Linked DNA regions of Mus musculus: region 2 is linked to region 1. A link is a contact called in public HiChIP or PLAC-seq data. All regions are on one chromosome and are shown on one strand. Each heading gives the region's core, a stretch centred on a gene start, on an enhancer-like site or on the middle of the called end of the contact. The rest is flanking DNA. Distances are from core to core; before and after follow the strand shown.

Region 1 (3,541 bases), core at 575-3,074:
GACTTTCCCAAATTTGTTTATGTAACCCTCTTACCAGTGAGTATACTACTTTCCTAGATTTTCTTCTTACTCATTTTATATCTTTCAATTTGAATGCTTCCCTTAGTATTTCTTAAAGATTTCATGAAAATATATTCTCTCTGCTTTTATTAGTCTGGGAATGTCCATCATGCCTTAGACTCTGAATGATAGTTTTGTTGGGTATAGCACTCTCATTAGAAGTGATTTTGTTGCTCCTTCAGTACTTTGTAAATCTTAAGCCATTCTCTCCTGGCCTGCAGTGTTTCAGTAGACAGTCAAAACAGTTGAAAACTCTACTACACTGGTTACTAATGGCCATTTTCAGACTCCTTATTAGGGAAGGTAGTATTTCTAAAAGTTCAAGTGCTCGTGGCTTGTGACACCACTTGGATGTTTAAGAATTGGTATTCATTCTTCTCTTCTTAATCTTTTTTTGTTTTGTTCCTGTCTTTCCAGAGATTCTAAGCAGCCTCATCATGTTTTTTTAGCCTATAGTTACATACACTGTCTCAGCATTGGCTGGTGCCCAGGTCCACAGTTGCTGGAATTCTGCTGCTGGAATGTGTTACTATTTCAATACTAAAAGGCACTCCAAGACCAGATCTTTCCCAAACTACACCTCTGGAGTATTATTCAAAGCAAAAATGAAAGAACATAGAAATGGTCTAGTACCAAAAGTCTTTCTCAGGGATAGGGTAGGTCTGCCTGTTCCTAGTGTTCAGCTATAGCAGCCCCCAGGCCTTATGTCATAGTGGCAGTTGCCAACACTACCAAGATATGCTATACCCTAAGCCAATAGCTTGTCAAGACCAATAGGTAAAAATGTGAGTCTATGTTACTAAGAAGCAGGTCTTTGCCTAATGCCCAGAAAGATCTGTCTATATGGACTGGATAGGATAGATATCCTATTTGAGAGGTTGGTGCACGGCTGGAGAGGATAATCCCTTACCAAGGCGGGGTATATTTGAGTCTCACAGCCATAGAAGCCTGTATCATCTTAAGAGAGGGACAGGTTTGCCTCTGACACACTCAAAGCTAGACAGAACGTAGGCTAAAACTTGAGTTTGTCCCACCAGCACACAGATCTCTAGATATGCCAGAGCTGGTCTAGAGGTTTTGTCTGTGGTCTGGCAAACATACTGAACTCCCAGGTTATACTGAGGGATGGGTCTGGCACTGGGTACCATGCCTTTCTCAGAAGGCAAAATCCCTCAACCAAGTAGGAGAAGTGTAGAAGTGTAGTGGAAGCTCTTGGCCATCTGGTTTAATTCAGCTGCTGTGGCTACAGTTGCTCCGCACACAGGCCTGGCAGTCGGGTGGGGCTTTGCCTAGCATGGGGTTTCACTGTAGTGCACTCAGAACATCACTTCACGATGAGATCTAAACTTAATTCTCTTCTTCCTTGTTGCGAGTAGTTTTAAAAACTTGCTACCGCCTTTGCCCAGCCTCTCTCGGCTCCCTTTCGTTCCACCCAGCTTAGCTCCGGGATCTATCATCGATCTGGAAATGTGTGCTTTTAGCAAGGTATCTCTGTCTCACCTGCCCTAAACTTAGTGGTTTGTTCCACTTAGCCCCTGCTAAACATCTTTGGCCACCGCCTGTAGCAGAAGCCGCAGGCCCTAGCTGTCTCTAAGGCCTTGTATGATAACTGCCCTCTCCTCCCTCCAAAGCATGGCAGAAAAAGTCTCTCTTGTCTTCCCTGCTTCTCTTTTTGGCCTTGGATCCCGGAAGTCCCACCTGCCCTTTCTGCCCAGCAATTGACTCCAGGCCTTCTTTACTGACAAGTCAAAAACCAATCAGGAAGCTAGACCTTAGCATCAGAACCTCCCCTTACACCTCCTCCCCCAAGCACAGCAAAGTGCGGAATTGATGTAATGGTTAGGGGAGGGATGGTGGGCAACTCTTGCCTTCTCCCACAGCCACTTCCTTTTGCCTTACTGAGAGCAGCCACCATTGTCACTCTCACAGGTTCCTTAGTCCCATGAAGCGGATCTAGTATTTGCCTAGTTGTCATGTTTAATTGGATATACCTGCAACAAGGCGCGGCTTTGGGGGTGGGGTGGGATCAAGGCTGCCATCTTACCCTGCCTTGCCACACAGATGAGGCAGCTAGGCTCCAGAGAGATTTGGGACTCGCATATGTAAGGAGCGTTAGGAAATGACTCCAAGAAATTCAGTCTAGAAAAAGAGCTCGAGACGCTTATGCTAATTACCTGGCTTCTTATTTTTAACTTCCTAAATTGACTTACAAATGATTTATTTCCATTTGACAAAGAGGTATACTGAGACCAAAATGGAGGCCGTTACCCATCATGCCATCCCAATAAATCTTAACATTTTGTTATATTTTCTTTAGATACATAATATTTGGGAAAGAATGTAGCTATTGGTAACAGATGGTGTTAATGACATGCAATGAAAGGGCCAGGTTACAAACAGGCTGCCTTCTTCATGTGTGTTCCAGAGAAGCCTGCCTGCCTCAGAAGCAGTTTTCTAAGGAGGGCAGTAAGAGGTTAAGGAATTGTGTGCTGGTGGCCATGTGATTCCGTTTTCACCTCTCCCCCCACTCCCTGCTACTTCAGAAGAAACAGCTTTTCTTGAATCTGGCCTCTATTATTCTTTTGCATATTTTGCATAATCCTACTACATATGTAGATTTTCATTAAATATAACATTGTTTTTAAGAATGACTAAACACTGTCAGAATGGATCTAAAGTCACATGGCCCTCCTCTGAGACTCATTGTCTCCTCAATGTCCTTAGCCCTTTGTTCCTCTGCGCTATGCTCTGAAGAAATTTTTCAACACTACTGTCCAGATGAAATGTCACTTTTCAAGGACTATTTTCCCCTGTTTCCAAGCTATCATATTCATTCCTTTTCATTTTAGATTTTGTTTGTTATTTCTGCTTTACAGTTCTTTATGATAAATCCATGCCTTTTCTTTTCTCCTTGAATACTTAAGTATAAACAATGTAAAACCTCAGTTAGAGTAAATTAATTCAATTAATTAAGAACAGGGATCAAGGTGAAGTATTAATAACTCACACTGACATCCTCTTACAAACCCTTTGACCCACGGAACCCTCTTTACAAAAATGATTTGGGGCTGGTGGTCTAAAGGACTCAGATAAAGGTAGGCAGTTTGTTACTTGGTTACTCATTGCTTGTAACTGGCATAATTTTCATAACTGAAGCAAGCAAGTTATCTGTATCTGTGGGGTTTTTTTTCTCCCTGAGTATCTTATGTCTAAAAAAAATGGTGCAAAATCGTAAGACTGCTAAGGGTACTATGGTGGCTATATCATCTTTATATTCATCATTACAACTCATCAAAAATTGATCTCAATTCTAATCAATTTATGTCTTAGCTTTAGGTTCACTTATCGGTTTGTAGTTCCTAATTCGGAGACTTGTTTTTATTTGGGTGGGTTTTGATTTCCCTTTATGTTTTGTAGTTGCACCTACATCTTGTCCTTACCCCAGTGTAGAGCACAACCCATTGTATCCCAAAAGGCCATA
Region 2 (3,623 bases), core at 1,113-3,612, 530 kb after region 1:
AAATCTCAGTGGTTTTGCTGGCTAGGCAGTTCAGACTGCTACGATCTTACCAAGGCTCTGTTTGCCCCATGTGGCTTCTTTCTGCAAGTGTCCTCATCTTGCTTTTATCACTGTAATTTTCACCCTTTGTCACTAAACTCTTATTTCTCTGCAATCACGCTGGCTATCAACAACACTATTTTTCATCTTTTCTAGCCCAATGTGGTGCCACACACCTTTAATCCTAGCATTTGGAGAGCAGAGGCAAGTGGACCTCCATGAGTTCAAAGCCAGCAGGTTTACAGAATTCCAGATTAGCCAGGACTATGTTAGAAAGATCCCATCTCAAAAAATAAAATAAAATAAAGTAACATAAAATAAAACAAAACCAACTCATTTACATGTTTTCTAACCTGAGTCATTTTCTTCATTGCCTTAGCACCATGAAAAAGTAGTCCTTGAAAACTATTTCCATGATTTTAGGAGTCCCAGAGTGTCAAGTTACTGCTTTAGGATAAAGTTTAAAAGACAGATATTTCCAGCAGCTCAGCTCTGACTAGAGAAGGATGGATGTCTCTGAACACTTACGGAGCAATCTTTCTTCCCTAGAGTGTTTGCTCCAAGTCAGTGGTATTGTATACTCAAGACAGAAACAGCCAAAAAGAACGCTTCCCAAACTGTGTGTTTCCCAGTGGTGCCTGGACCAATGTGCTGAGTGTGGTGTTTGCTCCCGTGCTGTGGGAAACCCTCTAGAACCAAGTGACCCCTTCCTTCTTTGTACACATTTACAGTTCAGCATTCACGGACTGTTTCCACCAGCAGTGTCAGTTAGGAGATTTACAGGAAAAAAAATTTTTTTTCTGCCTACAAAACTCTTTATAGTAACTCAGACCTTCCCCCTGCTCTTACCTATTCCAAATGCACAAATTTAGAGTGTTAGCAGACAAAAAAAACCTGGCAATGCTAATCAAGTTTAGATTACAGTGCAATAGCTCAGCTCTTGATGCCATTCTTCATGTCCAGCAGAACAGCGTGTCAGCTTACCAATCAGTCACTCCTCTGGAAAGAATGAAACCAAGGAATCCAAAAGGCACAGCCTAAGTGTGCAAGGGAGATACCAGGTTAGCCTTGGAGGCTTACCCTCCAGAGAAAGCCAAACCGTTCCCCTATACTGGGGTGCTCTGGGACAAAGATCCTTCCTAAGGGTCCCGTTGTCCTTTTAGCCAACAACCAACTTCAGCCGTTGGAATTTGGCACGGAAAGTGATGGCACTGTCACACCTGTTCATTCCAAGTCTAAACCAGTGACAGCAGGTGGCATTCTGTACCATTTTGTGTCTATCAGAAGTCCTGCCTTTTTCCTTCAGGAAGACATTCTAACTTTAACTCAGTTTACCAATCCCTCCTTGCTCTAAGATTTTGTCCAGTCAGAGTTTCATCGGCTGCCAAGCAAAGTTGATGTACTTAAAACCAGTAAGCAAAGGCCAGCTGTAGTCGGGGGTCAGAGTTAACTTACAAGCTTTTGTGCCTTGAAATTCCTTATTTACAACTATTTTTGAAATCCGTATGTTTGGTTTGTAGATAATAGACACAAATATAACATTTTAATCTAACTGAACTCATACAGGTATTCACTTTTTAATTACTAGATTTTGGATTCAAATGTTATTTTTATGACACTAATGAGTTTTCGGTCATGATAGTCTGCGTGCTAGCCCTTATTGATTTTCTTACATCCCCCCAACCTCTCAATTAAACTGCAAGCCCAGTTAAAAAAAAGATGCACAGCAAGGCTCCCTAGGTGATGTGTCTTACAAACAGGGAGCAGTAGTCCGCCCGGGCATACTCCACAGCCCAGATTTTGGCTCCCGTTAGGTCCTAGCTCCATTCCTAGTGTAAATGAAGCCCTTGCCTGCAGCATATCCAATTCCCTCTGATAGGTTTTCACTGAAACTCTGACCCAACCGAGCACGAGCACGTCAAACCTGAGGCTGGGGATCACAAACCTCCCCCGCCCCGGGGGGAGGCAGGGGACCTTTCCAATTGGTGGTCAGCCAATGGGAAGCATGAGAAGAAGGGGTGAGATGAGAAGGCGCTCACCAGTGGCTTGCCTGGCAAGCAGAGCTGGCTCCTCCTGGCTCAAAGCCAATCTTCCCACGGAGGCCCCGCAGATTTTGATCAATTCACGGGCATATTCACGGCCGCACATCCGAATGAATCCGTCCATCCACTCCTCCGAGACTCGCGTCCTGCAAGGCTGGCTCAGCAATAGCCAGAACCCCAGGAGCTGGAGCAAAAATCTGCTGGACATTCCGGTCTGGGCTGCTTCTGGGCGGCTCAGCCTTGGCGGGACTGGGCTCCTGCTGCTTCCCCAGTGCTCAATCCGGCTTTTATATCCCTTGGGAGCTCTCAGCACCAGTGTTGATGGTTCCAGCTCCACCCACTTCCCACCCTCAGCCTGCGTGGTATTGTCTTCTTGAGTCTCGTTCCCCTTACCCACCTTTCATTCATCACACCACCCTTCTGTCTTCTTTATTCTTGCCCCCAAACAACCTTATATCCCAAAATCACTTTGGATTTGAAGTTTTTTCTTAATTACAGAATAAGGCATGGCCCCTGGACTAAGTCACATCAGCAATAGAGACCACCTATCTTCTTACAAGCAAAGGCTTCCCAGCATGAACGTTTCTCTTGTTACCTTCTAACCCCACTAAGGTTATGGCTGCAATTGCTGGTAGGTCCGGTCATAGAAGACATAACGGGAGGAGGGTAAACTGTTAATTAAGAGGGAAACTGACTTTTCACCTGGAATGTGTTTTTTGTTTTGTTTTTGTTTGCTTTTGCTGACGTGAACCTTTTGTGATTTCTCTTAAGCAAATTCAGTACGGTTGTTTTAAAATCCTGTTGAGATTTGTAGGTTGGTTTTAGATCCTACAGTGGATATTCTGTTAGTCATAATGGAGAGAGAGAGAGAGAGAGAGAGAGAGAGAGAGAGAGAGAGAGAGAGAGAGTGTGTTTAATAGATAGAATCATAGTATCTGCACCATTTGACTTCCTTCCTGGCTACTTGTTTTCTGCGCACTTCGTTGCCTTATGGTTCATCCTAAAGTCTTTAGGACAATGGGGACCGAGAGCAGTAAGAGCCAATGCCCTTGTCTTGTTCTAAGTATCACAGGAAATGCTTTCAGGTTCTCCGCATCCGATATGATTGTAGGCTGCTGCTTGTTGTACACTCTTGATTATGTCAGGTAGCAACTTTCTTTCTGTAACTTGCTTTAAATAATGATACAGTGTTGACTTTTATCCAAAGGTTTACCTGCTTATATGGAGATAACTTTTACAGCTTTTGCAATTCATTCTGATGATATATTACATTTATTGATTTGCATATGGTAAACTACCCTTGCCTCTCGGACTCATCCACCTTCATCACCATGAATGATCTTTTTGATGGTTTAATATTTTGTTGAGTGGTTTTGTATCTATGTTTATCAATGACATTGGTTTATAGTTTTGTTTGTTGTGTCTCTGTTTCCTTTTGGTATGGAGCAATGCTGAACTGAGAGAATAAACTGATTCTTTGGAATACTTTGAGAATCTGGTAAGATTCAGCGACAGAGCCACCTGGGGCTGAACTTCTCTTTG

What was found. HiChIP or PLAC-seq counts read pairs in DNA pulled down with a chosen protein or histone mark.
Region 2: a contact with region 1 is called in an H3K27ac HiChIP or PLAC-seq map of embryonic stem cells, with 4 times the contacts expected there. The contact joins the promoter of Rln1 here to the enhancer-like site in region 1. A contact is called at or near these places in 3 of 39 promoter capture datasets (hippocampal neurons, liver and neural stem cells), 1 of 115 datasets of contacts at active chromatin or transcription factors (embryonic stem cells) and 1 of 9 other capture datasets (adipose tissue).

Annotation. Positions count from the first base shown.
Region 1 is chr19:28,805,212-28,808,752 of GRCm38.p6, forward strand. No RefSeq gene overlaps it. Among named protein-coding and RNA genes, the nearest start is that of Slc1a1, 28 kb to the right of the region's middle. Within about 2 kb of position 1,825, at least 12 of the 459 cell types and tissues checked have an H3K27ac peak or open chromatin away from gene starts, as enhancers often do. A contact at or near this core is called in embryonic stem cells, where this site is marked.
Region 2 is chr19:29,332,308-29,335,930 of GRCm38.p6, forward strand. It overlaps Rln1 (relaxin 1), which reads right to left and starts at 2,363. Exons shown (of 2, transcript NM_011272.2): 1 at 2,079-2,363. The coding sequence starts at 2,289. It overlaps Gm52390 (a long non-coding RNA gene), which reads left to right and starts at 2,331. Exons shown (of 3, transcript XR_003952902.1): 1 at 2,331-2,443; 2 at 2,580-2,712.